4 separate regions of the Mus musculus genome follow, and regions 1, 3 and 4 are each linked to region 2. A link is a contact called in public Hi-C and promoter capture Hi-C data. All regions are on one chromosome and are shown on one strand. The core of a region is the stretch at or near the end of the contact, and the rest is flanking DNA. Distances in the headings are between cores, read along the strand shown.

Region 1 (7,040 bases), core at 2-2,501, 160 kb after region 2:
AGAGGTTAGACCTAGAAGTTGGTTGGCTTGGCCTTGGGGGTTTCTACTAGGCCAAGTTCCCTCGTGTGCATTCCTCCAGCACATGAGGCCAAGGTGCTTCAGTGCCTTTGGTAGACCCTACACATCTCCCTGAGCTTGTTCCCATCTGCACAGAGCCTCTGTTCATACTGGAGAACCCTGGACACACTAGGAGAGATGAGCATGACAAAGCTCAGCTCTTCCCTTCAGTGAGAGAAACAGGATGATGAGAAAGCACAGTGGGTAGCCCAGAGAAAGAAGGGCCAGTTTGGAGCTCTTACGGTCCCCAGTCTATGGGGAGGACAATTCTTGGATGGGCTGTGGGTAGTAAGCCTGGGCTGATTTCAGGGGGACTGGGGGACTCCAAATGTGATAACCAGCCACACTGGATTCTGCTATAGTTATTTACAGTCTCCTGGAGCTAGACGAAAGATTCAAAGTCACCATGTGGTGGCTACCAAGAAGATGCTTTCTTAAGCAGTAGAATTCTCTTTCAAATTAAATCTTCTATGGACCCCTGGAATGAAAAATAATTTACATTGAGAAATGGCTGCTGAGCAATTAAAACCCCTCACTGTTTGATGGAAAAAAATTATTCTCACAGCATACAGGGCTCCACTAGAACACTCTGTGAGGGCTCCCAGAGAGTGTGTGTGAAGACCGGGTTCTCAAATAAATGGGGAGCACACTGCCACTGAGGCATATTCCCCCAAAGGCAGCTCACACATTTAGAATTTCTGTCCTCCCCCCCCCCACCTGAGTGCCACCCCCTCATAGTTTGCATGCATGAATGGTAGCCCTTCTCTGAGGCTCAGGGACTTACATGCGCACACCGTAGAGGGAGGTGTTCACCACAGTGGAAGCTAAAAACTAGGCTGTACGTATGCTCTTTCTTTCTTCCCCCACATATATGCTGGAACTTGAGCCAGCCAGGTCCCTTCTGCAGTCTCAAGACTTCCTGCCCATCTGTCTGTGAGGGCCGAGGGCTAGTTTGTGCATGTGGGCAAGAAGGGAAGGGGAGTCTTACATTACTGGCAAAAGTGGGGGACAGGGAATGGGTACGGGAAGGTCCTGCTTCCTTCCAGCTTCAACGTAGCCCCCTTCAAAGTACAGAGGACAACACAACCTGGCTATTCCAAGTAAAGCAGTAAACAGAGGTAAATTCTAACCAGACTTTGTGTGTTAAAAGGAAGCGAAAGCAGCTGAATTATGTACAAAAACTTACCCTGCCCCCGGAAGGCATCAAAATAGAACTTCCTGGAGCCTGCTAGAAAGACAGAGGCGTCCTGCACACAGAGCTTCTGTGAGCCTGCCAGAGAGATGTCCTGCATGCCAACTGCAACTCTTTAGAGAGGATCAACAGCTGGAAAGGCAAACTTTTTTTTTTTTGAATGTTAACATTTTACAGTTCAAATCACTTAACAGATGTAAAATTATGGGTTATACTTAGCATTAGTTTTTTTCCCCCCAGAAATTATTAACTAAAGAAGATCTTTCTGGAAAACACATCTGATGGTTAGAATTTCTTGATGATGATGACAAGAACACGCTCCTTTTACTAAATGGGAATGTTTGTTTTACCCAATCTCACTTTCACCAGCGTACCCCATAGCTGATACAGGTTTACATAAGGTTAACTGGGCGTTTTGAGGCATTAACCATACACATTTCGAAGCCTAGGCATTAAGTTGTCTTAGGTGACTAGTCAAGAAATGTTAATGAGACACTAAGGCAGGGATTGATATCATACCCAAGAGAATATTCCTGAAGGGAAACAGTCAGGGTAAGACAAGGCCGATGACATCAAAGAAAGTTCCAGATCTCAGCTCAAAGGTGATGATGTGGGGGTAAGTGGGGCAGATGATGTCAGCAAACTCTCTGAGCGGGTCAAAGTTGAGGGCGAAATGGATAAGGAATCGATAACTGGCTGACTGATGACAAATCTGGTGGGGGAGAGTTGGGTAAAGAGCGGCTGTTCAGAAGGCAGAGAAGGAAAGGCAAAGGGCACGTGATACTGTTGCTAAATACATCTCCAAACTCTTATGAGAGGTTTGGGAACATGAGATGGGAGAGAAGAGAGTCATGTGGACCTCTGGCAGCCAGGGACGCAGGAGGTCTGGAGAGATACGCACCATATAAACCTCTCACTTCTTTAACCTCCGTTTCCTCAGCATTAGTTTGAAGTTTGTTCCAGGTGGCTTCTGAGCTTAAGATAATTATTTGAAGGAACAACATCAACATCAAAAAACCCAAACCAAAACAAGACCTTCTCCAGTGGAGAGACTTAAAGTATTCCATACAGACAAAAAAGCCTTATCCAGTGCATTCTAGAAGCTTCACCCAGCACCTGACTCTGGTTTGCCTGACTACCAAGTGAGATCCCTTTGTCTATCAATGCTGGGTTAAAGATGATCAATGCCCAGACATCATGTAAATCAAGGAAGAAAACAATGCTTTGGAAACTGAGTACTGAGCCAAGGGAAGGGGACAACTATGTTCTAGAAAAATCTTAATAAGTCAACTCGGAGTCCAGCTTCCCTTTTAGAAACAGCATGCCAATAACGATCCACTTCATGGCTGTGTACGTCTTGGGCTGCAAGAGGCTGACAAAGCATTTGGGTCTTACATATTACAGTCAAAAGAAGGAAGTCGCCATTGTGCTACACTGGCTAGCTTGCCACGGAGTTAACTCTTTCAGTGCAGAGGCGTCCTGTTAGCTTCTCCCCCAGGGGAGGGAAATAGGTACCTGTCTATGTGTTAACAGATCAGCCTCTTTGAAGGCACAGTTCTCAAAAATAGACTTACTGTATCCCACCACCAAGGACAGCTCATGTTTTCTCTTTGCTTGAAGTGCTGGCCCTAACTGTCAGCTCTCATGTCCCTTGGGATGCAGAGTCAGAATGTGAGACTTGGAACATCAGAGCCAAAAAGCCACCTCTGAGCGGTTCAGAGGCAAGGTGGGAAGGGGTAGGGGAGAGAAAAAACAACAGCAAAAAAAAAAAAAAAAAACCCCACAAACCAAACCAGCATCCCACTGTGATGTCAGCCATATTTCTTCCACATGGCAAGTTTCATTTTGTTTAATTTAACAATAAACTCATTATATTAACTCAATTCAATAGAAGCAGCAGGGGGATTTCTCCTAATTTAATCCTGGGTTTGGAGGAGCCTTGCTCTGTGCTCAAACAATGCAATCCAGAGATTAAAGGGCTTGTAGCATATTGAAGGAAGGGAATACAGTGGTGTCTCCCAAGGCAGCCTACTGGGGAATTAGGGACCCATCGGCCCACGGCTCACTTTATCCAGAGCATCTTCCAGCTGGAGATCTAATCTTCTGCAAGCAAGTCATTCCCAGCAGCCTCCCAATGTCACCAAACTGGCTTTCTGTAAGTCACTTGAAAACACAAGGATGTAACTGGCTAACAATCTTATCCATCATCATGACAGGCTATAATATGTGCACCCCTCCCCTTCCCTGAAAACAAAAAGGGTGTTTCTGGTTATTAGCCACTTTAAGAAAATGTCTCCACCTTTTAGACTAATTCTTGAGGGGCAGCGGAGGCTGTAAGAACTGGCTAATCTCTTTGAGATCTAGGAATTCCAAATCCAAACACCACACACACACACACACACACACACACTGGCTAGAGACTAGACAATGCTTTTTGTACCCAGCTGGCAAGAAGAACAAACAAACTCATTAATTAGGGTCCCGCTGGTGCTGTATTGAGGATCTATGAATACAGGCTTCCTCTAGGACTGCAGCTGGGAGAGGCAGACTTCTGAAACTCAGAGACATCCTCGATTCATATCTGCCTCCTCTAAACACTTGCCGGGGGTGTGGCGACCGTGTGGTCTTATGTGTGTCCATGAAGGGCAGACAAATATTTATCTAACTGACCAGTCACCTTTTCAAGTTCCTGGTCTTTCTGAATCTCTGTCTCCTTTGTCTCTGTCTCTGTCTCTCTCTCCAAAATCTTTTCCCTTCATTAAAAAATAAATTTAGGATAAAGACAATTGGTAGGAGGAAGACAATGTCACACATTAAGGATCACAGACTAAAGAGATCTCAAGCAAGACGGATATTCAACTCATTACAAAGAGAGAAAAATCCTCTTTGACCTCTGGGTTGGCAAAGGAGATGTTCTTCACTCCCTGGGACACATCTGATTTCATTACTAATAGAATTTACTTCTTGTCCTAGAAGTATATAATGGAAGGGGGAGACAGAAACACAGTGGAAGACACAAAAAGACAGAAAGACAGACAGAGACATAGACACAGAGAGACAAAACAGAGTAAAAGACCACATATCTACCATACAAATAATAGAAAAAGAGTGTCTTATTAGAGTCCTTAAGCTTAAAACAGAGCCTTATCTGTCCCCTCTAAAAATAATCCTGTGACCTTTTGCATTCTCTAGGCCATATGTATTTTGGCAACGTCTAAAGTCCCAAGGCACATCAGACAGAGTGAGGGCTCAGGGTTGTCTGGTCCAGGTCTCTGGAGCTAAGAAGTACACCTGTCAGAGAAGCAGCAGGCAGATTCAAAGCGAAGAGTCCACGGGGACCTGGATGGAGGGCACGCCGCGCCCCACTGTCTCTTTCAGTTGCTGATTAAATCTCCTAGCATGCCTTAGGAAAGCTGAACTGGGAACATGAGGCCTTCTACCACAGAGCGACATGGATACAGACATCGGACTGAGTAAATAATACCGGTGACCGAGAAAGGAAAATAGCGGTGTGCACCACACTGCTAGTTTTGTTTAATCTAAAGAAATAAAGAGTATCAAGCATCATTTACAATCAAAGAAATGCAAACTAAGGGGCCTTATACTCTTTAAAACGTATCCAATTAGCAAAGATAAAAAAGGCAGATGAGAGCGTTGTCAGTGAGGGCTTATGCAAACTGACACTCTCCTGTCTACTCAGAGTTGGAGTATATATTGAGAACCTTTCTGGAATTGAAGTAGGCAGAATGTTGCAGATGCTGTAGCTGTGTGCACTGTGTCGCAGCCATGCCACGGGCAGCATCGTAACCAGCAGTTGGGCGTTTGCAGTTGATGTCTCTCACAGCCTTGTAGCAAGTTGTCAGAAGCAACTCCAAATAGGAAGACCCTCCACTACACCCCAACCAGGACAACTGTTTAGTGTTGTTGTGATACACATACTTGATGAAATTAAAACACTTGCTTATAGCACAATAAGAGATGGGATGGGGCTGTGTCCAAAATTAAATTCAAGGGAGTTCTACCTATATCTATGTTAGAAGTGAGTTCAGGGTTATAAAGAAAGAGGCCACCACTCCAATGAATTAAAGTGTCTGGATAAGGCCCAATTTCACTTCCAGTCAGAACAGTACACTGCTCACAAAAAAAAAAAAAGGACTCAAGAAACAGAGGGATATTGGGGGATGGGGACAGGACAGGACTGGATGACAATATTTGTTTTTTTATTCAGAATACATAATGACTGTGCCTTTTGTTTAGTCTCTGGGGTCCCAGCCCATAGTCATTTGCAATTAGCTAATTTTAAGAGAATTAGATCAAAAGGAATGAGTAAAATGGCCAGTTAGGTTGCTTAGGATCCCAGAAGGCAGCAAGGCCTTTGAGTAAAGAAAAAAGGTGTGTGTGGGGGTGGGGGTGGGGGTGGGGGTGAGTGTCTGGGGGATTGGCTAAAGCCTTTACATAAAGGTTTTACAAGGCAGGGGAGATTTAAAAAACATTTGATTCCCTTGTCCTAAACAAAGTTTTGCAGTGTTTGACAGAAAAGACTAGTATGTAATAATTTTTACATTTATATATCCATATGCATCTGTACCATCTACACCCCTCTCCATATGTCCAGTACTGAGTTCCAAGCATGTAGCTAAGCATGTTCAAATTATCACATTTAATCCAACAACCCCATAGTATAACATACACACACATACACACACACACACACACACACACACACACACACTTTCTACAAAGAAATTAGAAAGTAAGAAGATGAATGATTAAACCCAGGTCTGCACCAGTTTAAACCACAGGACTTCACTTTCAACCATAAATTTACGTATGCTTGTGTGCACATGTGCTTATAAAGGTATAGCCTCTAAAACACCCAACAACATCTTTGGTCAGCTTAGAGGTTTGCATTTACTGTCTTGTGGTTTGTCCGTGAGGTGTGGCGGTATTAGTTCTTTTATGACGTTAGAGGAGAAAGGCAGTTGCCTTCTTTTAATTGACTGTGATTGTCTCCTCACCTGGTGGGGTGCATAAAGGATCGCAAGGAAGGAGAAAGCAGCTAGTGGACATGGTTTCCTGGCCCTCTAATTCCTAACTCCAGGCCTCTGTGCATTCCAGCCCCTCGCCCTGGCCCGCCTCCCCAGTCAAAGGGAATTCTTTCTTTCCCTGTTAGAGTGGTCAGCCAAAGTCCTTCCTTGAAGTGCTTGTTCACGGAGGCAAGAAAAGTATACTCCAAACCTCACCTGCATTCACTGAAGAACTGCTCAGCAAAATTGAGAGAGAGAGAGAGAGAGAGAGAGAGAGAGAGAGAGAGAGAGAGAGAGTCTCCCGTCCTATATCTCACTGTAGTCAAGCTCTATGCTAATATTCACATTCAGGAGTGGTACGGTTCTCACGGGGATTCTGAAAGATGTGTTCATTGAAAACTAGAATCAGACTTTCTCTGACACAAAATAAATCTGACTTGGCTGGTTGATTAAATCATGAAGATAATTAGGGCACAGTTTCTATGCCCTCGATGCACTAAATCTGCAGATACAAGGCTTGATGAATATGTATTTAAGGGATATGATAAAAGCATTTTCCATAATTATGTAGCAACATTGTCAGACGGGAAAAGACTGAATGAAATGGCCAGTTTATCTGGATTGCCAATACGTCGGAGTAGACACATATTAACCAGTGTCTCACAATGTGAGGAAGTAGTAATTTTTAGTGCCATGATAGTTTGTTAATAACTGTGATACACTTTAAGCAATTTTTATTGATATATACGTATATGTATATGTAT
Region 2 (7,500 bases), core at 50-2,549:
CCGAATGGAAACACAGTGTGCCTCAGATGGATGACTTTGCAGAGAATGTGCACGTTAGTCTTGGGTCATTATTCCCTTTAGAATACGGTAGAACTGTCTACACAGCACTTATCTTACATCCGGTATCAGATGTGATGGAGAGTTGATTTAAAGCACATGGGAACATGTGCGTAGATTGTCTTGCATGGGACTGTTTTATATGAAGGACTCCAGTGTGAAGGGATATTTCTCAATATGACTCAGATACCAAGAAATGAGTATATGAATTTCTACCTCCCCATGGGTCCATTTTACCAGCAAAGAACTCTGATCTCCTCAGAGCCCTGAGATAATAAGGATGAAAATGGAAAGACATCACAAAGCTAAAGGGCTCTAAACATGACTCTTTCCAGAGTCATCTGATTCTAAGGAAGCCCAAGCAGCCCCGGACAGCACATGGAAAGATTCGGTAAGTTCTTCCATGAGCTGTTGTCATTTATGAGGCAATCAACCAAAAGGGCAGGGCCTGGACTGGAGATGCTCGTCATGGGACTCGGCTGACATTTTTTTAAAGGTTTATTTTATTCTAAAATTTGCCTACATACTGTGTATGTCTATGTGTAAGAATATGCAGATGTGAATGCAATACTCACAGAGGCCAGAAGAGGGTGTGGAGTCCCCTGTTGCTAGAGATAAAGGCGGCTGTGAGCTGCCAAATGTAGGTACTGGAATCCAAATTTGCGTTTTCAGTCTGAGTGGTTTATGCTCTGAATGGATACGCCATGATCTCTCAAGCCTCTTTACTATCATTTTTGATTTCCTTCTAGTCTTCTTTTCCCTTTATCCAGAAATTGATAAAATTGCAATTATTCTATCCACACAGTTTTAGATCTTTATTTTTCCACTTAACGCTGCATCAAGAACAGTTTATTATGTCATTAAGTAATCTTTGAAAACATTACTCTGATGGCTGTGTATACTATATTACAGCTCTTTACTTCTTAATTGGTGCAAATATATTGTTTTTCATACCTCCCCAACCACTGGCTGGCCACCAGAGCTCCCAGGCTTTTGCGCCCGTCTCAGTGGCTGAGGCCAACGGAAAGCCTTCATGATTTGATACATCCTTCCAGGCGAGTAAAGCCGTCTCCTGGATGAGTGTATCTCATCCCCATCTTTTCCCTCCTCAGAGCTCTGAAATTCACATGAGCAGACTAATGCCTCTGGAATGTTTATTCTCTGAAAGCTGGAAGCTCCAGGGTACACAAGAAAACAGCACAAAATGTGATGGGAAACACATGGCAAGTGTCTAGTTGATTCATGGAAAATTCGAGATTTACATGGGCATGAGGGACAACACCTCAGGTTTTCTCCTCGTGGATGAGTTTCCAAACATTGCCATATTCAATTCTCCTCCTGGGTCTCATCCTGCCCTGATCTGATCTTTGTCCTTAAACTAGAACATCCACAAGGTAGATGTGGTCTATCTGATTTGGGGTGTTTTGTATGGAGACGCCACCCCAGCATGGACCACAGCTCAATGGCGTGTCTACAGGGCAGGGCTAGATGCCCTTATGCCTCCTCCAGTGTCCATTAGTTCATCCCTTCTGATAACGCCAGCTGGACTGTTGACATTACATCTCCAGGGACCAGGACACAAAGCAGATTTTCCCCTACAAATGATTTCTGGAATTCTCACGAGCTAGTTAAATTAGGGCAAGATTGGCCCAGCTACTCGAGTTTTCTATAGTGGAGTTTTCTAGAGCCCACAGTCAAACACATCTATATTTAAATATAGAATTCCTGATCTGGAGATTTATCTCTTCCTTATTTGGTATTTAGGGAGAGAGACACTCCAGCCTCTAGATGAAGCTACATAACTCTTGAACTCAAAGCTATCTGGCAATCTGCTAACGCACATCTGCATTTCCATGTCTGGCCATAATGGTATGTTGCAATCAACAGTTGGGGTGTCGCAAGACATCCCTGTACTATTTGATACTTTTCAAAATGAAACTAACAGTATTCAAGGCTGTGTGAAACAAATAATACTCTCAGATGTGCCTACTAGGAAAAGAGAGACCTTGCATCTAGTATAGTAGTAGAAAATGCACATAGCCCGTCTTTTGGGAATGTATTTGAAGAGCTTCTATGCCTGACATAAATGGTAAAAGATGTTCTCTTTCACCAAAGATTTGAATATTATTAAAAAAACAGTTATGGCCTAATATGTTTTGTTCCATAGAATGACTTTAGGTGGGCACATGCCAAAATTAAATATCATATTATATATTTATATCTTCCAGCCTCTCTTGCAGCTACATGTGACCCTATGAGTAAGTTATAACAAATAGGATATATGATTGTTCAGTTCACCTAGAACTCAGGTGAAAGTTGATTCCTAACTCATTTGGTGTGTGAGAGACTTTCCTGATTTTTCCATTGAAAGTTTCACACATTGGAAATTCCCCTAGTTCTGAGCAAAAATGGGATGTTGTTTTCCTATCTCTTTACTTTCCTCTTTCTTTAGTCTAGTTCCTGGAACATGAGCCATCTTGAATACATGAGGGTAAAGACCAGGAATGACAGAAGGGAGCTGGAACCACATCCTGCCCACACAGCATGGCTATCATAGCAGCTCAAACTTATGATTGTCTGTTAACTGCTGTTTTGCTTAAGTGACTAGCTGTTAAAGTTTCCAGTATATCCTGAGATAGCTGGACCCTAATATATCTAATTTCATTCATTTATCTCTCTACTGAAGACAAGAGTACAGGAGAGGGGAGAGTTCTCATAATTTTGATCTTTATGGGGGTAGAAATCTACCGAAAGTCATCATCCATCGACCAGGTTGCATTAAGTGGGGAAATCGGATTCAAGTTCATATCCTTACCTAGATCCTCCCTCTCACCTGTCTGCCCTGTTCCCTGCCCTTCATCCTTCTGTTCCATTCTGACTTTGTCTTTCTATTTCTTGACTGTAGACGGCTGAGTCTTTCTCTTTGTTCTCCTCTAGCTATAGGTCTTTCCTCTAGCTATATATAGATCTATCCTCTAGCTATATATAGGTCTATCCTCTAGCTATATATAGGTCTATCCTCTAGATATATAGGTCTATCCTCTAGCTATATAGGTCTACAATTTCTCTTGAGGTGCCAAACCCACCAAGCACTACCTTTTTTACTTTTTTAATTATCATAAATTTGACCCCTTCTAAATTCTGATGACATGAGTATACATTTGATATTTTATTACAAGTGTGTGTGTGTGTGTGTGCACACATTTGTATGTGTGTGACCCATCATGTGCCTGAGTCTCGAATCTCTGGGAAGACTGTAATATCCAGGGAGGGAGGCAGAATGGTTGAGAGAATATGGTGTAAGACCTAAATAGTCCATATTCAAGTCCAAGTTCTAACATAGGCTACTTGGGTGGCATTGAACATCAGTGTCCTCCTTTATAAACTGGAGTGATGACAATATCTCCTTTGGAATTCTGTGATAGTAAGATGCCATGAAAGAAGCCATGGGCCATTAAACACCACAGCCAGGATAATGGTTTCGTGGAACATACATTTTTTTCTAACCTCTCACCACATACACCTAGCTTGTTCACTACTGTGCCAGGGATAGCTTCATGATTCTGCAGAATACATAAACAAGAAAAGACAATACAACGCCCCCACCCAATATGAAGAAATTGCAATGAGTTTGGTGCTGTCTGGGCATCTCCAAAATGCAAATTAGGTACAAGTTAGAGAGGATCTGTCACCGTAAGATCTAGGGTAGTAATTACTGTATGGCCATCAGATTTGTCCATTGTGCTAGACATGCATGGCCAGTCCTAAAGCACAGTGCCACCACCCTTCTTAGTGTCAACTCTGCATGTACCTGGTCTCTTCCGGAACAGGACTAGAAATCACAAAGGCTCTACCTGTGTTTTATGTCAGGAAAGAAATGGCCTCTACTCAGCAAACTGCAAGGAGACTTGTTATTTTCAGGAGCTCTAGATTTTTTTTTAGCAGATTACCAAGGTGATGACATTCAGCTTAAGACCACCTATCAATGGAAGGATGCATGCGAGCCCTTTCCTGAGGCCCTTGGGAAGGCACCATTTTCAGAACAAAGGCATGGGGGCTGGGGGGGGGGGCAGGTGTATGATTCAGGCAAGAGCCCAGTCTACAGAGTAACACCCAGACACAGAGAAAGGCCATCTTTTCATTGCCTAGGGCAAACAGCAGCATAGTGTTTTGACATAGCTGCCCCCTGGCGATGCTCTGAGCAACACCTCATGTTTTGGGTCCCTCTTCCTTGCTGCCTCCCCCTGAACCCTTACAAGCGTACGATTTCACTGATAGAATTCTCCCCCCTCCTCAGGAACAGCAGCCAATATGCTCACCATCCTTGAGGTAGAAAAGCTTGGAACTTAATATTTTCAGAAAGTTAGAGTTTCCAAAAAAAGTTTCCAACCTAGGGAATGGAGGTATAATTGTGGAAGTCAACTGTCTCCACAGACAGGATGGAAACAGTATCCTGAAGGGAAACCACACCAGAGGGGCTGAGGACCTGAGGTAACTTCAGAATAACATCAGCTGGCTCTTGGTTCCACAGTATCCTCACAGAGGGGGACCAGAATCCTGCACACAAATTGCTCTGATCAAATTTAGGGGCCCTAAAGGAGATTAGGCTTGGCTTAAAAGCTCTTGGGCTACAAGTTAATAAGAATTTTAATAAAAACGGAAAGTATAGCCCTGGGCCTGCTGCAGTAGCTCTCTAGGTTGCTGGTATTCTATCAGTCAATCGTATAATCTTCTTTGGTGTTAGTTAGGGTGAGTGAAAACCACGTGGGCCAGAGAAAGTTTCAAAGACAGAACCTAGAAGATCATCACCGGTGTTCCAAGAGACCTCCAGGTCTTCAGAGAGACCAGACTATGAGGTCTTTTGGTACCTACAACATGGGCTCTACCCGCTTTACATGGCAACACCATTGTTACATGCATGTTACATACATGTTAACAGTCATGACAACCAGATATTTCAGGTTACTGATGCCCCTTTTATAGCTGCTCGAGACTGATGAGCAGGGATGGTGAAGCTGGGTCTCCCAGTTCCCACTGCAAACACCTCAGAAGCTTATCTGCACGCTCTGAAACCACATTACATTGTTCAGTCACCGTGACTGAACCACCCTCAGATCCAGCCTCGTAGGTGGCCAGTCTGGGTTATTAGAATCCCCTTTAAAGGCTGGGAAAAGACATGAAAACATCTTTCCTTTCAAAATTTCAAGGGCTAGAGAGATGCATCAGTCTGTAAAGTGCTTACCATTCGTGGAAGAAGATCTGAGCCTGATTTCCAAAATCCACACTGCACTTGTAATTCCAAGGCTAGGGAAGCAGAGGCAGGGAGGTAGATCTTCGGTCACTCAGCCTAGCCTTCCCAGCATACTTTGTCAGTGACTCTATCCTTCCTAGCCTATATTTACCAGAAAGATTCAGGTTCTATGAGGGTCAAAAAGCAACACCAAGAATGAGATACCAACTGCTTACTTCCTCCCTCGCTGCTCTCTTTGAAGATGGCCAGGGATGGGACTGTGAGGATGAGAAGCGATAGGCCTGTTTTTCATAGTTATCTTCAATGGCCACAGCCGAGATACTTGTTTGTTTTCTCCAAAGACATGATATCCAACTGAAAATATCATCTACAATTTCAATGTTCCTTTTAGCCAGCACACACTGGTGTAAATGCCACCCATGGGAAATGGGTGTCCCTGTCCAGAACACCAGCAGGGCTTGGAGGATCACTGAATGGTTCCCACTGAAACATAGTACTTCCAGCATGGAGCAAGAGAAGAGGAACATCACCGTGGGCTCTCACGTCCCTACCACAGAATGAGAAGAGATCTGAATGTGACCCTGGCTGTACTAACCTCCCTGGTCATTCTTTGTGCCATGGTCTCCTCTTCCCGGCCCTAAAGTGATGCCCACACTGGCTGCCTGGATCAACAGCCTGGACTCCCACAGTCCTGCTTTCTGCGGCACTAGGCACAGTCTCCAGGGCAAAGCTCTCCTCTGGTTCTGGCCTCATTCTCTAAGATCTCCCTGAAGACTTCTTCACACAAGTCCAGCGAGGACTCCAGATATACCAGCTTTAGAGTCAAACTCATAACCCTATTGCATACGCTACCTGCTCCTGACTCTTCACCTCAGCTCAAGACAACCCCCATTTCATCTAAGCAGGAAATCTGGTGGGGGGAAGATCTCTCCTCAGGCTGTCTTGATATGACATGAACATGGTTTGTGTTTATTGGTCATGGAGTTATCCAAGATTCATGTGCTAATGATTTCCCCATCGGTTCTACCAACTCTAGCCTTTCTACCCAAGCCACCCTGGGTCAGCCTCTATGTGCCTCAGCTAAGGCAACAGCTGCCCATTTCAGGATCACTGTAGCGAGTGATGGTTCTGAAATGTGAATCCAATCTAGCCTTTCTTATGGAAAAATCCATTAGTGGTTCTCTGTCCACATGCTCACACACAAAGTCTGAGCCTTGACCTCAAAGGATACCACTAGCCTCAACTTTCCCCGACTTTGCTCTCTAGATGGAGACCAGGACAGAGCAGTCACAGAAGCAGATCTTAGCATTTTTGTTTTGCCTTTTTGTTTTTTTGGTATTTTATTTTCTGTATATGTATGTGGTCTGTGTGTGGGTATGTGAATCTGAGTGTAGGTGCTCACAGAGGCCAGAAGAGGGCATCAGACTCCAGGTGCTGAACTTATACGTGGCTGTGGCCAGCCAATATGTGTGCTGAGAACCTAACTTGGGTTCTCTGGAAGATCAGTAAAGGCTCTTTCCCCTTGTTTCTATTTTCCTATCAGTGCCTGTCCCTAAAATTCATTCCTGATACTTTCCTAGCCCATATTCATAGCTATCAATTTGTCATCATCAGAAAAAACTGACTAAGAAAAAAAATAGCAGGCTATTATTAAGGTGATTCCAGAAACGAGATGGGGTTTGGCAAACACAAGCTCCTTCCTAGGCGGGGCCCCGGCAATTACCATGCCAAATGGATGCACATATATCAATCAATACGCCATACACGCTGCCAGTCTCACCCCTCCTTGTACACACCAAGGTAGGCTTGGCAGCAGATACTGCAAGTTCAACCCATGGGAAACAAAAGCCAAGAGAATCAGCGCCTCCTTCTGGTCCTTCCATGGATGCTTGCTACAAACAGAGAGATGTGTCCATCCCATGTCATGTCTCATCCTGGCCTGTGGCCTTGCCCTTGGCTTCCCTGTTAACCAAAAGTGATAGTGTGCCCCTCGAGATAGCTGGCTGGGGGTGTAGTCTTCATTGTCTCCATTTGCTTTGAAGTCAGGCAGGGCCCAACTGAACAAGTCAGTATCTCATCATTGTTGTCTTGATGCCAAAAACCTCTGAGTCTCAGACATCTATGGGAGTAACTGAGATGCTGGCTTCCTACAAAGAAACAAGGCATTGTGAAGTACCGCTTCAGCAGCATGT
Region 3 (7,760 bases), core at 2,506-5,005, 190 kb before region 2:
AAATCTTCGTGCTTTTACCTGTGCTCTTAATCACTGATCCATCTCCCCAACACGGAGAAACTTCACTTTCAATGGCCATCATGGATATAGTCCTTTTCTTTTATACAATTACAGAGTCTTTAAATAATATATTATATATAATATATTAAGTATCTTTTTTTTCTTTAAATCAAAAGTTGGGTATGTAGCTCAGCTGGTAGAGTGTCTGACTAACACACACAAAGCTCTTTCTTGGTTCAGTAACCAGCACTACAGAGAATTGGTTGTGGCAGTACATGCCTGTAATTCTGGAGGTGGAGACAGGAGGATCAGAAACTCAAGGCCATTCATACCTGCTGTGTGAATTTGAGATCACCTTGGGCTACGTATGACCCTACCTTAACATACACACACACACATGCACACGCACACACACACAAACACAAATACACACAAAAAAACATGTGCACCCATGCACATAAATACACAAGCATGCACATACACATAGGTAGATACACAAAACAACAAAATGTCAGAGACTTAGAAACTATATATCTCTGGCTACGAGATTTCTTAGCTATTTACAAGTGGCGCAACCTACTTGAAGTGTTTTGGGAAAAAAGTTCAAGGCCATTGTGGCACCCTTCCCACTCTCTTCTCTCTTCCTTTGCTTAGAGTAGCCCATGTTGGACAGTGGTTGGGTGTCCTTCCGCTCTGGCCTTTGTGCAGGTGTAACCACATAGCCTCTTGGATTAATGAACATGGCCTCTGGAGTACTTAGGGGTCTGACTTCAGTCACTCTGGAGCCTCCTCTCACAGTGGGAGACCAGAGGCCTAACATGACAGGCTAAGCCTCTTTTCATGCGCACTCAAAGCCAGAACTGCAGCATCAGAGACTAGGAGGATGGGGGTGACACACTCAAAAGCCCAAGTTATATCCACATCTCGTAGAACATATAATGTCAATCTCCCAACGACTGCCAAGGATGATCCTATGTGCTGGGACAGACAGACAGATGGGAACGACTACAACCTAAATGCTTTCTAAGAAATGTCCTCTTTGCTTAGGAAAATCCCCTGGGGGATATGCGTGGTAGGAATCCACAAAAGAACTGAGCTGAGGATGACCACAGTGTGAGAGAGGAGAAAAAGGAGCACAAGAGAAGAAAGCAAATGATAAAAAGAAGGAGGAAACAGAAAAGGAAAGCACAAAAGGAGACAGAGGTCACACAACAAAGGGGTTGTAGGAGATGAATCTCTGGTGTGTCAACCAACAGCAAGACCCCTACAGAGCAATCTGGTGCAATCTGCCTGCCTGTGAACAAAAGCCCGGTTTCCTAGTCATCTATCTGCATTAGTTGCTTTTCTTGCTGTGATCAATTGGAGGGCCAAAGCATCCCGGATGGATTTACTCTTGCTTAGAGTCTGATGGTACTCTCCATCGCGGTGGGGCAACCCATCATGGCAGAGCATGAAGCAGCTGGAGGTGTTGCATCCATGGTCTGGAAACACTGGGGCTTGGCTTACCTCTTCCTTCTCATATAGCTCACACAGAGGGTGAGCCTTTTAAAAAACCAGCCACGTGGGGAAGGCTTGCCTCTTAGGTGATTCTCCATCCCGCCCAGGCTAACTATCTTCTTTCTGCTCAGCACGTTTTCTGTCTGTCTCGCTCAGCACTGGGAATTCAGAGATGATGCCACAAAGAAGAAAAGGCTTGGTTTTATTTTATTTTTAAACAAAGAGCTGGATTCTTAAGTATGTGTTTGGACGTATATGCACATACGTATGCATACATAATACACCTGCCTATGTAAATAAGATATGCCCAATGTTCTGAAACAAAGCAGCAAAAACCAGAAATGTATTGTTAGAGATGACCGTGAGAAGACAGAATATGTACTGGCTGTTTGTTTGTTTATTTATTGTCAACTTGACACAGGCAAGAATTATTGGTCCTGGGTTGTATGAAAATGTAAGCTGAGCAAATCCTCAAGAGCAGGACAGTAAGCAGCACTCCTCCATGGCCTCTGCTTCACTTCCTGCCTTTGGGTTCCTGTCGTGAGCTCCCCTCCCCAGGTTCCTTTCTGATGGCCTAGAAGCTGTAAGGTGACATAGCCCTTTGCTTTCTCAGGTTGCTTTTGGGCATGGCGTTTCTTCACAGTAACAGGAAGCAAAGTAGGACAGCACATCCCCCTTGAATTCTCAGACCCGGGGATTCTCTGAAACCTCGTCAAGGCCTTGGCCTTCTGTGTGACCTGAGAAACTACAGGGACAGACACCTCAAAGGATGTTGCTGTGACATTTTCTGTGTTCTAATTACAGAGGCAGCTTCAAGAACCCCGAGCTCAGTTGCCACTAGGGTGCTGTGGCTGTTCAAAGGCTTCCATGCTGTAAATTCTGGAGAAGGTGATGTTGGAAGACAGGGATGGAAGCTGAAATCGTAACTCACCAGATGATCTTTTCCATTGTTCCCAATGAGGAAACTGCTGCTTATCCTCAGTTTCAGTGTCATCATAGCTATGCATGGTGGCTTTGGTGGCACACACCTATAATCCCCAGTACACAAGATGCAGAAGCGGGAGGATTGATGCAAGTCCTAGGCCAGCTTGGGTTGCATAGTGGTCTCAGAAAGCCAAAAACAACCACCACCAAAGAGGTCAGTCAGTTTGTCCATGGAGTTTTCGCTGAATCCTCTGGAAGGGCAATTTTTCCTCTTCTGAGCGTCCATATTTCTCAGTGTATGGGCATTTCTATTATAATTCATGTCATACGTTATCACCTGTTTGGGTTTTTTATCTTTAACACATGGGGGTCGTGGTGTCACCTTTGAATTCCCAGGGCCCAGAGAGAGCCATGACAATCATGTTGAATTAGATCTGAGCAGACATGTTCTCAAGGGGAGATTAAAGAGTGGCTTGCTATTTCAGGAAGAGCAACGGCTAAGCCTGAGCTTCCCTTCTCCCTTCCAATAACCTGTGACAATACGTTTCTCTTCCCATGTCTAGGTATTGATTTGGAAGAATCCATTGCTCCCCGGAAACAAAAAGCGATGTAATTGCTGCTTGTTTGTTTCTTTACTTCCTGCGCCAAAGTCACGGTGACAGGGCTGGATTGCGCATGGGGTGTGGGTGTCAGAAACTGGAAAACCTCACCCTGCCTGGCCTGTCTGGCTCGTATGCTTGGGCAAGTCACATAGCTCCTCTGGGACTCCGTTTCCTCACCCAGTGGTAATGACTAGCTTCTCAGGGTGGCAGCAGCACTTAATTAAGGACCGAGAAGGAGACAAAGACTAGAAATCACAGCATCCACGCAGGCATGTTCTTCCACATGCATTTTTGAACCAGGTAACTGGTGGTAGGAAATATTTATGATAGAAGAAGAGTCTAGCAAGAAGTGAAATTAGCCATTTCCATTTAAAATTTACTTGGGTGGTGTGGCCTTGAAGGCCATGTGGTTGTTCCATTAGTTCTAGTACATTCCATGACCACGACTGCTAAACTTCCTATGTACACTGTACTAACTCTAGGCTCCATTTCTGTGCTTCCTAGGCGTTTCTCTATGGTCCCTTTGTGCTTAGATTTGCTTCGTGAGCTTCTTCCTTTAGTCTCTGCACTCCCGAAACATGCTCAGGTTCAGACTCAGGAGGTGCCACACAAGCTTGGAGGCCTGAACCAGGAGAGAGTGCACCTGGTTGTAAAGCCAGCAACGCTGTGTGGACTTGGGGATCCCGCCCCTTTTTCCTTGGTCAAACCTTGGCATAATCACTTAGCAGATTCATTGCTAACTGTTCATTGCTAGCAGTTATTGCACAAACCGAGCAAAGGGCCCATGGTCCTGAGTGAGGCAAGAGTGAGAAGGCAAGAATGGAAATCACGTGAGAACAGTGGGTGGAGCTACAACCTTCAAATTCTCATCCTTGCTGTGGTACTGTCTGTGTTTTGATCGCAGAGGTTTTTCCAAGGAACAAAACTTTTCAGAAAGAGAAAGGCTTTAGAAATTGCATTAGGTCCAAAACGTACTTGAAAACATCACGTGGGGTGTTTTCGAAAGGGGAGTCCACACTGGGGAGGCCACCCATTATTTAAATAGAGACTTATCTGTGTTCAAGCCTACCCTCACTGGGCATAGCCAAAGCATCAGCTTCTGCCTACCATAGCTGTCCTCAGGACCCGTGGGCTCATACTCCAGAGGCAGGTGGGTTGACCTCAGGGATCAGGGGAGGAGGAGGAGGAGGAAGAAGAGGAGGAGGAGGAGGAGGGAGGTAGGTATTGCAGGTTGCCAGGGCAGGTGGCTGTGGAGAGAGGTGTGTAGTCACCGAGTCTTATATAATGGGGATGGGGAACAGAGACCAGAGAGGATGACTTTACCGGAGGCAGATGCTGGGAGGAGTTAGCACAACAGACCAGTGTCTCCTTTGTGTACAAGGGAGGATGTGGGTGTCTTCTGAATACAGTCCTGATAGAGGTTGGGTAAATTAAAACTTTCGTGTGCATTCCACTTGCTTTTTGTGTAATAGTATCTGAGTGTGCGTGCCCACGAGTGAGCATGCACATGGAGGCCAGAAGCTGACACTGGGTGCCTTTCTCCGTCACTTACCACCATACGTTTGAGATGGAGTCTTTCACTGAGCCGGGAGCTCAGTGATTCAGCTGGCCAGCACCACTCCAAGGAGCCTCCTGTCCTTGCCCCTGCCCCTAGTTCCTTCCACTCCGCTTTAAACACGTGAAAACATTCAGGCCTCCTGGCCTCAGTAGAACTCACTGTGAACTTTGACGGGGGTCAGAGGAGCCTTCATCTCAGGCTGCGGAGGCTTTATCTGAAATGCAGGCAATCAGGAGTGTGCAGGATTTCTGATATTTTGGGCATATTTGCATATACTTATAAATAGGTAATTCTATACAGCAATTTTTAAAATGTGCCTGCCTTTCTATCTCAATGAGGTCAGGTGTAGAACATTCTAGATGTGGCAGGCTGTGCTCCAGAGGTTTTGGGCTTTGGGCTTAGTAGAGATGCTTAGATTATATCATTTCTTAACTTCATTTTGTTCTTAATTTTTATGATTTCTTTTTTAGATTAATTTAGTGTGTGTGTGCGCGCGCGTGCACGTGTGCATGTATACACACCACAATAGGTATTTGTGTGGTAATTAGAGGACAACTTTCAGAATTCCTCCCGTGATGTGGGTCTTAGAGATCCAAGTCAGGTCACCAGGCTTGGCAGGGAAATTCAAGCCTTTGGTGTACATAGATCATTTTCTTTGCAAATCTGGCTAGCAAAATATTGGGCTTAAGTTCATATTTTTTAATTATGGGAAAGCATGGTAACTGATCTTTTGTGTGCCCTGTGTAAACGTTTGTGCAGAAGGACTGAGGTGGGAAAAGCCACCTTACAGAGTAAGCACAGAAAACAGGTTGTCATAACTCATGAGGGGGACAAATGCAGCATATTCTAAGAAGGGCACACATGTTAAAGCATGTTTGTCATGAAATCTGACCATATCCATCTCCTAAAAACCAGCCTTCCCAGGAAGAGAATCTGTCCCCATTTACCTTGGAAAAGGCTCTTATTTTTATTTATAATTAGCCTAGTCTGATGATGAAAACAAAGGCCTATCCATCCTTTACACTCTGTAGGCATCCCGACTCTTTAGGTGGCAGAGGGAAGAGACTCCCAGCAATCAATCCCTGGTGTAGTTGTGCTGAGCACACAGAGGCAGAGGAGCCAAGCAAGGTAACTCTACCACACACTTACCGCTTAACCTTGCAGCTGGTAGCAGGGCACAAGCCTGTTGCCAACTCCCGAAGAATGCTTTCTCAATCTGCATCCCACTCTGAGGTCAAAGCCATCACAGGTGCTTTTGGCCAGCAAATGCTTGTAATCTCAGAAGCAAACGGGACTGCCAAGTTCACGTTGCCATGACTCTGAACATGGTACACCATTTCCCACTCCAAGTCGGAGCCTGCAACTCTTATGGCTGTTCAGCCAAGAGCTCTGTTGGTACCATTCTGACTCACACACACTGGCTACAGTCGTGGAGCAGGTGAAGGACTTAAGTGTCACTAAGTTGGTTTCCAGTTGCTTCCAGGAAAAAAAAAAGATCACTGGCACACAAAATTCTTGCTCCTAACACGTGACACTTCCCTCCTGTGCTCACAAGCCACGGGAAGAGAGAGAGAGAGAGAGAGAGAGAGAGAGAGAGAGAGAGAGAGAGAGAGAGAGAGAGAGAGAGAGAGAGAGATATCTTAGCTTTTATTGCAGTGTCTACACTTTGAGGGGGTCAGACACAACAGAAAGCTAGAGACCCCAGAGACTTACACACTATGGGGGTGGGGCATACAACCAAAGCAAAGCAAACCACTTTCTGTGTAACTGAAAACTCTGCCAAGCACCTTAGCCCTGACATGCCATGTGTGACTCTCCCAACTTCAGAACATTCTGTTTTAGACGTTGTCAACCAGCCTGACGCTGTATGCTGCTTTTACGGGGTTGATATACATCTACCAGAAAGGAGGCCAAGAGGAAAGACTTTAAAACTACCCTCTACCTTCTGTAGGAGATCTGATCTCTCCTGACACAGATCCCCCATCTTGCCCCTGGGCATTTCCCCCTGCCTTGGACTGGCTCTTTGAACCAGTTCCCCCACCCCCATCAAAGGCACTGAGGTAGCAGATTCACCTTGACACAGACTTTGGCCAACAGATGGGTTTGTTGTTGTTGTTTTTGACATTTACACGTGATTGTATATATTGGCATTATGCATATCCTCTCCCATCTGGGATTTAGTCTCCAGAGCATAAACTAAACCTAGAAGTTTCTGGTCACACATTTTGAGGTGTGTGCATGCACCACAGTCAGGCTCTGGGAGGTGAGCTCCAGCCACTGGCACCAGCCACAGCTTTGATCTTTTTGGGTTCCAGGAGTTAGCAAAAGCTTTATCTCAATGATGAAAATCATCTTTAGAAGTGGGTGCTGGGGTTCTGAGAGTGAGTATCATTACTGAAAAAACACATTTTCCTTTTACACAGAGAAACAGACAGCCATGCACTAAAGAGCCAAAAAAAAAAAAAAAAAAAAAAAAAAAAAAAAAAGTTCAGTTGCCACAAAACAAACAAATATTCAGCACAGGCTTCAGGAAGTTTCCAGAAGATCAAAGAAGCTTTTCTCTATTGAGATCGCTCGCTTGGGAACATGTCTGCCTTCTACCTTGGCTCTCAGGCTGCTGCTGGTTTTTATACATCCACCTCAGGAGGGCATTCCAACTTCAGCTTATTCATGAAGTGGCCCCAGAGAAGGAGGTCCAAGAAAGCCCTCTGGGGCTGGGATTGGGGCAGGGCAGAGCGTGCATGAATTGCAGCACTTCTATCTGAAGTGGTTTCCAGGCAAGGCTCCTGTTCACACTCCTGCACTAACTTTGAGATGCAGAGCTGGAGAGGGGGCATGCAGGGGGATATCCATGGAAATCCTGCAGGAGGGTGAGAAGGCTTTCTCTATGTGAGTGGCCCTGGAAGAGGAAGAGGGAGAGGGGGAGGGGGAGGGGGAGGGGGGAGGAGGAGGAGGAGGAGGAGGAAGAGGAGGAAGAGGAAGAAGGGGAGGGAGAGGAGGAGGAATAGTCTCTTTTCCAGTGAGTTGAAACCAGGAGCTAGCTGATTTGTGGAGTCCTAGAGAGGAGTTTTCAGATCTTTTCTCAGGCCCTTGGGGAGGAGAACATGGTGCCGGTTAGATTTTTATGCAAATTATCTTCCCAAACAAAGTAGAAGGTTTGCCATCCCCTTGCTAAAACA
Region 4 (7,241 bases), core at 4,656-7,155, 140 kb before region 2:
ATCCACAGTAGTGTTTGGTTTTGGTGGCTGTTTATGGGATGGATTCCCCAGGAGACAGCATTTTCAACAAATGGTGCTGGCTCAAGCATGTAGAAGAATGCGAATTGATCCATCCTTATCTCCTTGTACAAAGCTTAAGTCTAAGTGGATCAAAGAATTCCACATAAAACCAGAGACACTGAAACTTATAGAAGAGAAAGTGGAAAAGAGCCTTGAATATAGGCACAGGGGAAAAATTCCTGAACACAAAACCAATGGCTTTTACTGTAAGATCAAGAATTAACAAATGGAACCTCATAAAATTGCAAAGCTTCTGTAAGGCAAAGAACACTGTCAATAAGACAAAAAGGCAACCAACTGATTGGGAAAAGATCTTTACCGATTTAAAATCCAATAGAGGGCTAATATCCAATATATACAAATAACTCAAGAAGTTAGACTCCAGAAAACCAAATAAAAACCTATTAAAAATGGGTACAGAGTTAAATAAAGAATTCTCAACTGAGGAATACTGAATGACTAAGAAGCACCTAAGAAAATGTTTAACATCCTTAGTCACCAGGGAAATGCAAATCAAAACAAATCTGAGATCTTACCTCACACCAGTCAGAATGGCTAAGATCAAAAACTCAGGTGACAGCAGAGGCTGGCGTGGATGTGGAGGAAGAGGAACACTCCTCCATTGCTGGTGGGATTACAAGCTGGTACAACCACTCTGGAAATCAGTTTGGTGGTTCCTTAGAAAACTGGACATAGAACTACCAGAGGATCCAGCAATACCACTCCTGGGCATATACCCAGAAGATGCTCCAACTTGTAATAAGGACACATGCTCTACTATGTTCATAGCAGCTTTATATATAATAGCCAGAAACTGGAAAGAATTGGCTGCGCGGTGGTGGCACATGCCTTTAATTCCAGCACTTGGGAGGCAGAGGCAGGGGGATTTCTGAGTTTGAGGCCAGCCTGGTCTACAGAGTGAGTTCCAGGACAGCCAGGGCTATACGGAGAAACGCGGTCTCAAAAAAAAAACCCCAAACCAACCAAACAAACAAACAAGCAAATAACAACAAAAGAAAGAATCCAGATGCCCTTCAACAGAGGAATGGATACAGAAAATGTGTTACATTTACACAATGGAGTACTACTCAGCTGTTAAAAACAATGAATTTATGAAATTCTTCGACAAATGGATGTGTCTGAAGGATATCATCCTGAGGTAACCCAATCACAAAAGAACTCACATGATATGCACTCACTGATAAGTGGATATTAGCCCAGAAGCTTGGAATACCCAAGATACAATTCGCAAAAGACATGAAACTCAAGATGAAGGAAGACCTAAGTGTGGATACTTTGGTCCTTCTTAAAAGGGGGAACAAAATACCCATGGAACGAGTTACAGAGTGTGGAGTAGAGACTGAAGGAGTGACCATCCAGAGACTGCCCCACCTGGAGATCCATCCCATAAACAACCACCAAAAACCAATGTCACTGGATTTTGATGCATCAAAGCCCACACCATTCCCAGTTAGCTCTCTCTGCCTTGTGGTTGTTGACCAAGATGGAAACTCTTAGCCACTGCTCCAGCACCATGACTGCCTGCCTGGTGCAATGCTCCCTACCATGTGGGTCATGAAATCTAACCCTCTGTAACCACGAGCCCCCAAATTAAATGCATTATCTTACAAGTTACCTTGGTCATGGTGTTTCTTCAAAGCAATAGAAAAGTAACTAAGACAACACCTGAGTCCCTTTTCCATCTCTGAAGTATTTATTTTTTCAGGAATTTGTATTTGTCAGATTCGATGGGTAAACTATTTCCCCTATGAGATTCTGAGTCAGGAGTTCCTAGTTTTGTCAATTACCTGATATGTAATTTTGGGTAAGGCAACTAATGGTTTGTGCCTCAGTTTCCCTAATTGAACAGGGATATAATTGTTTTCTTTCATCATAAAATTCTACCACTAGAAATATGGCCCAACTGAGACAGTCTAACTGTCATGTGATAGTCATCTCAGCACTAGGGAAACTGAGACAGGAGGGTTGTCACAAGTTGGAGGCTAGCCTAGACTATACAGAGAGTTCTTCCTTAAAAAGAAAAGAAAAAAGATGGGACTGAAGAGATGGTTCAGCTGTTAATAGCACTGGCTGTTCTTCCAGAGGTCCTGAGTTCAATTCCTAACAACCACATGGTAGCTCACAACTATCTGTAATGGGATCCAATGCCCTCTTCTAGTGTGTCTGAAGACAGCTACAGTCTAGTCATATAAATAATAAAGTTAAAAAATACTTAAAAGAAAACCAAATATAGAAGAAGTATAACCATATTGATTAATCTTTGACTCATGGTCCATGCAGATCCTTTCATCACCCCCTTGCTTATTTGAGAGATACACAAGGCAGGAGCCACACAAGTGTCAACAAAGAGGATGATGTAGGTCAAGGATGTCTATATCATGGGATAACACAAATCTCAGAGAAGGATGTTCTAGCAGCATGAAGCAAGGGAAGCAGAAGGATACAAAATGCCAGAGAATAATCTTTGCCAAAAAAGAAGAAGCACATTGAAAAGACAGATCGAAAATATATACACTAAATTAATTAGAGTGGTTATTTCCAGGAGATAGGAAATGATGGGTCACTTTCTCATTGCCCTGCCTATGTCTCCTAAAATACCTACAATAAAGGTATATAAATAAAATTTTAATCATGAGAAAAAGGCTAGTATGGAAACACCCATTTCAAAGGGCTACTGGGTAGATAAAATGAAACAATGAATGGGAACGCTTATTCAGAATCGCTTTGTTTTTCTTTGTTTTGATTGTTTCAGGTATCTCGTTGTGAGGCCCCGTTTCTCATGGCAACTGCTAATTGCAGCCTTGACCTTTCCTAGGGGACAGTGGTGACAGAGCTAGCTGCTTTCACGAGGGTCTACAGTGCTGTGTAATTGGGTAAAGAGTTAGCCTAACCAGACTTTACATCAGAAAAATTATCCCTGCTTAACTCAGTACGCTTTATGCAGTGCTCTGCAATGAAGGCAGGAAAGAGGTAGGCACTGTCTAGGTTTTGATTCCTGGGAAAACTAGCATCTTTATCTACCAGTCCGAAGTCTGCTAATGTTCACAGAGAGATACATTTAATGCTCACCATACCGGAAGGTCTCTAGAGAAGCACAGAACAGAAAATTGAGTTTGTGGACGTGGCAGGACTTAGAAGGCAAAACACAGTGCTAATCACAAGGCCTTCCTGAGTGGCCTTGAAAAGGAACAAGGGGGAGAGAGAGGGAGAGAGCAGCTTTCAGTTCAGACAGGACACAATGGGAAATATTCCTGAATGAAACAGTATCATGATTGGCATTTGATTTAGCATGGGAAAAGGGCACAATGTATCAAAGTCTTGCCAAAGACTGCTTGGGTATTGACGTATGAGAGTTCACCTATTGTTGACCTGTTGATGAGCGTGGGTGAATCGGAAGTTCACTGATTGACCAGACTGGCTAGAGACCTATGCCCCCTGGGATCAAGTTCACTGATTGACCAGACTGGCTAGAGACCTACGCCCCCTGGGATCCTCCTGTCTGTGCCTCCTCAGACCTGAATTATAAATGCACAGCATCACATTTTTTCCCCTTTTCTTTTCTATGTAGGTTTTGGGAATCTCAGACTGTGCATGCTTGCATAGAAAACACTGTATTGGCTCAGCTGACTTCCTTCCTTCCTTCCTTCCTTCCTTCCTTCCTTCCTTTCCTTTCCTTTCTTTCTTTCTTTCCTTTCTTTCTCTCTCTCCCTCCCTCCCTCTCCCTCCCTCTCTCTTTCCCTCTCCCCCCTCTCTTTCTTTCTTTCTTTCTTTCTTTCTTTCTCTCTCTCTCTGTCTCTGTCTCTCTCCCTCCCTCCCTCCCTCCCTCCGTCCCTCCCTCTCTCTCTCCCTCCCTCCCTCCCCTCCCTCCCTCCCTCCCTCCCTCCCTCCCTCCCTCCCTCCCTCCCTCCCTCCCTCCCTCCCTTCCTTCCTTCCTTCCTTCCTTCCTTCCTTCCTTCCTTGTTCTTACAAACAGGGCCTCATGTAGGCCATGCTTGTCTCACACTCACAATATAGCCAAGGATGACCTTGAACTTTCTGATGTTCCTCTGTCTCCATTTCCAGGGACTGTAAGTGTGTGCCATCGCCCCCATCTTACCGGGTGCTGAGGATTGAACCCAGGATTCAGTGCAAGCAAGGCAAGTACTCTACTAGACTATATCCCTAGTCCCTGAATATTTCATAATAGAAAGATAATTTTAGCTAGAAAGGGATGGCCAGAAAACTGAGAAGCCATGCCTCCCTCACAGGAAGTGTGAGTGATTCCTGCCTGGGCTGTGAACATCGTGGAATTTCCTCAGCAGCTGAAGAAGGTGTTACTAGGGCAGTTCCAATACCTTGGGAAGTAGTTACAGAGACACCCTGTACACAATATTCATTTAAGGGCACAGGAGATGGCTCAGTTTGTAAAGGTACATGCAACTAAGCCTGAAGAGGAGAGTTCAATCCCCAGGACCCTCATGGTAAGAGAGAACCAACTCTAGTTGTCCTCTGACCTCTGCACATGTGCTGTGGTATATACACACATGCATGTGCACAAACACACACACACACACACACACACACACACACACATTTAAAGAAACATTCCTTTATCTTTATTTATGGAAATAATTTCATCCTCTCTTCTTTAAATTCTTGTTTGTAATGAGGTCTTAGTCTTTCAAATCTTGACTTTGTCAACTAGGATAGGTCTTAGGAACATAGCTTAGTTTGTACTGGAATTTGTTATGTCCCAGTGAAAGAAGCATAAAACCGCAAAGGGGGGGGGGGTTGGGATATCCAAAATGCAATTTTCAGAATGTGTCCCTGTCACTGGGGAATGTGTGACCACAGTGCCCCCTGCAAACATCTCGATTTTCCTACTTGTGTTCCAAAGCTGCTGCCACATGACCTAAGTATTCCCAATAATCTTCGAGTGATGACGTTGGTACTGTCCCTCTTGACATGGATGAAACCCATGCCTCAGTTTCCAAGGTAACAACCTAAAAAACAAGTCACCCCAGAGGCCATAACTGGTAAAGCTGGAAGCTTTGAACCCAGACACATGGAACATTCCGGCTAAGTCAGCTTCCTCTTGACTTTGAATATTCCCCTTAACACTCCATATTTCATGTCCTGTTCGAAAGGGCGCTTTGAATGCAGCTTGAAAAGTGACAGGGAAGGAGCAGGCAAACTTTCAGAATTTTATCACCAGTAATGAAAGCAGAAGTGACTCACCAGAGCAAGTGAGACTCAGCCAGGGGTCTCAGCCACAGAGCCAGCCAGCCCCAGATAACAGGTGTGGCCTCTGGGACCACTGGACTGCAGATGAGCCACTGGGCTGCAAAGAATTCCTTCACTTTGGCACTGATATGAGTCCTTTTTCTTCTTCTTCTTCTTCTTCTTCTTCTTCTTCTTCTTCTTCTTCTTCTTCTTCTTCTTCTTCTTCTTCTTCTTCTTTCTTCTTCTTCTTCTTCTTTTTCTTCTTCTTCTTCTTCTTCTCCTTCTTCATATTATTATTATTATTTACTATGTAGAGTCTTAGAGCCTTACTGTGAGCCATCATTTTATTATAGTTTTATAATGACAGGAAGATACTGTATGGGTGGAATTGTCAACTGCTACTTCTTCTCATGGAGGCATTCAAAGTAAAAGGCTCCTTTATCTCCAGGAGTCGTCCTCTCCTAATGGGAATAATTCTTTTAGCCTGCACTCAGTATGCAACTAAAGAGTAAAGTATCAAAAAAAAAAAAAGAGTAAAGTATCAAGCACTGGGTGGGTCCTGTGGGAATAGGTCCTCCCAGCTGGCCCTCCCAACATTTGATTCATTGACCAGAGTTCTACTTTCTTTCTGCTTAGGGAAAAAAAAAAAAGGACATTCCTGAGAAATTAAGTTAACTATTAGCCAAATCCCCACAAGCTGCTGGCTTGGATTACATAACAACTCTGTAATTCCAGCAGCTAAGAACAGGAAGCCAGCACATTCTCAGATTTCTCCCACTCCTCTCTCTCTCTCTCTCTCTCTCTCTCTCTCTCTCTCTCTCTCTCTCTCTCTCTCCATGTATGTGCATGCACTGTGTATGTGTTCCTGTGTGTGCATGTGTTTGTAGAAGCCACGGATCAGTCTACAGTGTCATTCCTTGGACACTGTCTGCCTTTTAAATTTTACTTACTGTGTGTGTGTGTGTGTGTGTGTGTGTGTGTGTGTGTGTGTGTGTGTGAGTCCTCTTGTGCATGTCTGTGCCATGTTGTGATCCTGTGTAAGTTAGAGCCTACAGGAGTTGGTTCCCTCCTTCCACTATGTGGGTCCTTAGGATTGAACTCAGGTTGTCAGGCAAGTGTCCTTATTCACCGAGCCACCTCCCTGGCCTTGCCTAGCTTTTAACGACAGTTTCTCACAGAGTGGGCATTAGTCCAGGAAGCTAGAGGGCTGGCTGTCGAACCTTGGGGGTCCTCCTGGGTCTGCCTCCTCAGCCCATGGCCCCACTCCTGGCTTCATTATGTGAGTGCTGCAATCAAACCCAAGCCCCCATGTTTGCATTCAACTCATTGAGCCTTCTCCAGCCTATTTCTCAGATTTCTGCTCATTTTCCTGTCCTTTTTTTCTGCCTACCCTTCTCCCAGCCCCAGCTCCTCCTGCCTTAAGCAGCCTAATGGGCTCTTATTTATTCCTAGACTTTTTTTTTTTTTTTAGAGCTGTGAGATGCATCCTTTTATACTACATGATAGCCTGGCTTCACTGAATACCTGATGTCTGTGACTCTCATCTGAGCCACAGAACATTCTCAGAGCCCAGACTCTAGAACGTGCTCTGGCAATCATTCATGCACCAAACTGTTGTTCCAGGACCACGGAACACATTATTTCTGCTGTGGAAGAAAATGGTGAGGGGAAGCTAGGGCAAAGGTAAGACCTGGTTGTCCTAAAATGGATAGAACCAGAGAGGCAGCTTTATTCCCCAGGGATTGAGTCTGGACTCCTCTGGGTTTGGAACTAAATTGATGTAACACGAGCCAGCTCTCTCTTTAACCTGAGACGACTAGGTAAATCCGACCTGCTTCTGGGGTGGGGAACCAGCATGGGAAACTGGTTCCTGGGTTTCTAAAAGATTTGTACCAGTAGAAAAGTGGGGATCTCCCGGTTTCTAGGGGTGACTATCTGTTCTCACTTACAAGCAGCTG

The links. Promoter capture Hi-C pulls out the DNA fragments that hold promoters and counts their contacts. Hi-C and Micro-C count contacts between places; a contact is called where the count stands out from the background.
Region 1: a Hi-C map of liver shows a contact between it and region 2, with 2.4 times the contacts expected there. The contact joins two enhancer-like sites. A contact is called at or near these places in 2 of 484 Hi-C or Micro-C datasets (embryonic stem cells and liver).
Region 3: a contact with region 2 is called in a promoter capture Hi-C map of liver, with 3 times the contacts expected there. The contact joins two enhancer-like sites. A contact is called at or near these places in 1 of 39 promoter capture datasets (liver), 1 of 484 Hi-C or Micro-C datasets (epidermal suprabasal cells) and 3 of 115 datasets of contacts at active chromatin or transcription factors (the SCID.adh cell line, double positive thymocytes and memory CD8 T cells).
Region 4: a contact with region 2 is called in a Hi-C map of liver, with 1.5 times the contacts expected there. The contact joins two enhancer-like sites. A contact is called at or near these places in 4 of 484 Hi-C or Micro-C datasets (epidermal suprabasal cells, group 2 innate lymphoid cells and liver), 1 of 115 datasets of contacts at active chromatin or transcription factors (the SCID.adh cell line) and 1 of 9 other capture datasets (adipose tissue).

What each region holds. Positions count from the first base shown.
Region 1 is chr9:68,878,817-68,885,856 of GRCm38.p6, reverse strand. All of the region lies in intron 1 of Rora (RAR-related orphan receptor alpha), which reads right to left. It overlaps Gm31262 (a long non-coding RNA gene), which reads right to left. Exons shown (of 2, transcript XR_379583.4): 1 at 1-7,040. Among named protein-coding and RNA genes, the nearest start is that of Gm31262, 59 kb to the right of the region's middle. Within about 2 kb of position 1,251, at least 70 of the 459 cell types and tissues checked have an H3K27ac peak or open chromatin away from gene starts, as enhancers often do. A contact at or near this core is called in liver, where this site is marked.
Region 2 is chr9:69,038,535-69,046,034 of GRCm38.p6, reverse strand. The region is part of intron 1 of Rora (RAR-related orphan receptor alpha); the gene reads right to left. Among named protein-coding and RNA genes, the nearest start is that of Gm31262, 220 kb to the right of the region's middle. Within about 2 kb of position 1,299, at least 17 of the 459 cell types and tissues checked have an H3K27ac peak or open chromatin away from gene starts, as enhancers often do. A contact at or near this core is called in adipose tissue and liver, where this site is marked.
Region 3 is chr9:69,226,131-69,233,890 of GRCm38.p6, reverse strand. All of the region lies in intron 2 of Rora (RAR-related orphan receptor alpha), which reads right to left. Among named protein-coding and RNA genes, the nearest start is that of Gm46153, 76 kb to the left of the region's middle. Within about 2 kb of position 3,755, at least 7 of the 459 cell types and tissues checked have an H3K27ac peak or open chromatin away from gene starts, as enhancers often do. A contact at or near this core is called in liver, where this site is marked.
Region 4 is chr9:69,180,330-69,187,570 of GRCm38.p6, reverse strand. All of the region lies in intron 1 of Rora (RAR-related orphan receptor alpha), which reads right to left. Among named protein-coding and RNA genes, the nearest start is that of Gm46153, 120 kb to the left of the region's middle. Within about 2 kb of position 5,905, at least 24 of the 459 cell types and tissues checked have an H3K27ac peak or open chromatin away from gene starts, as enhancers often do. A contact at or near this core is called in adipose tissue and liver, where this site is marked.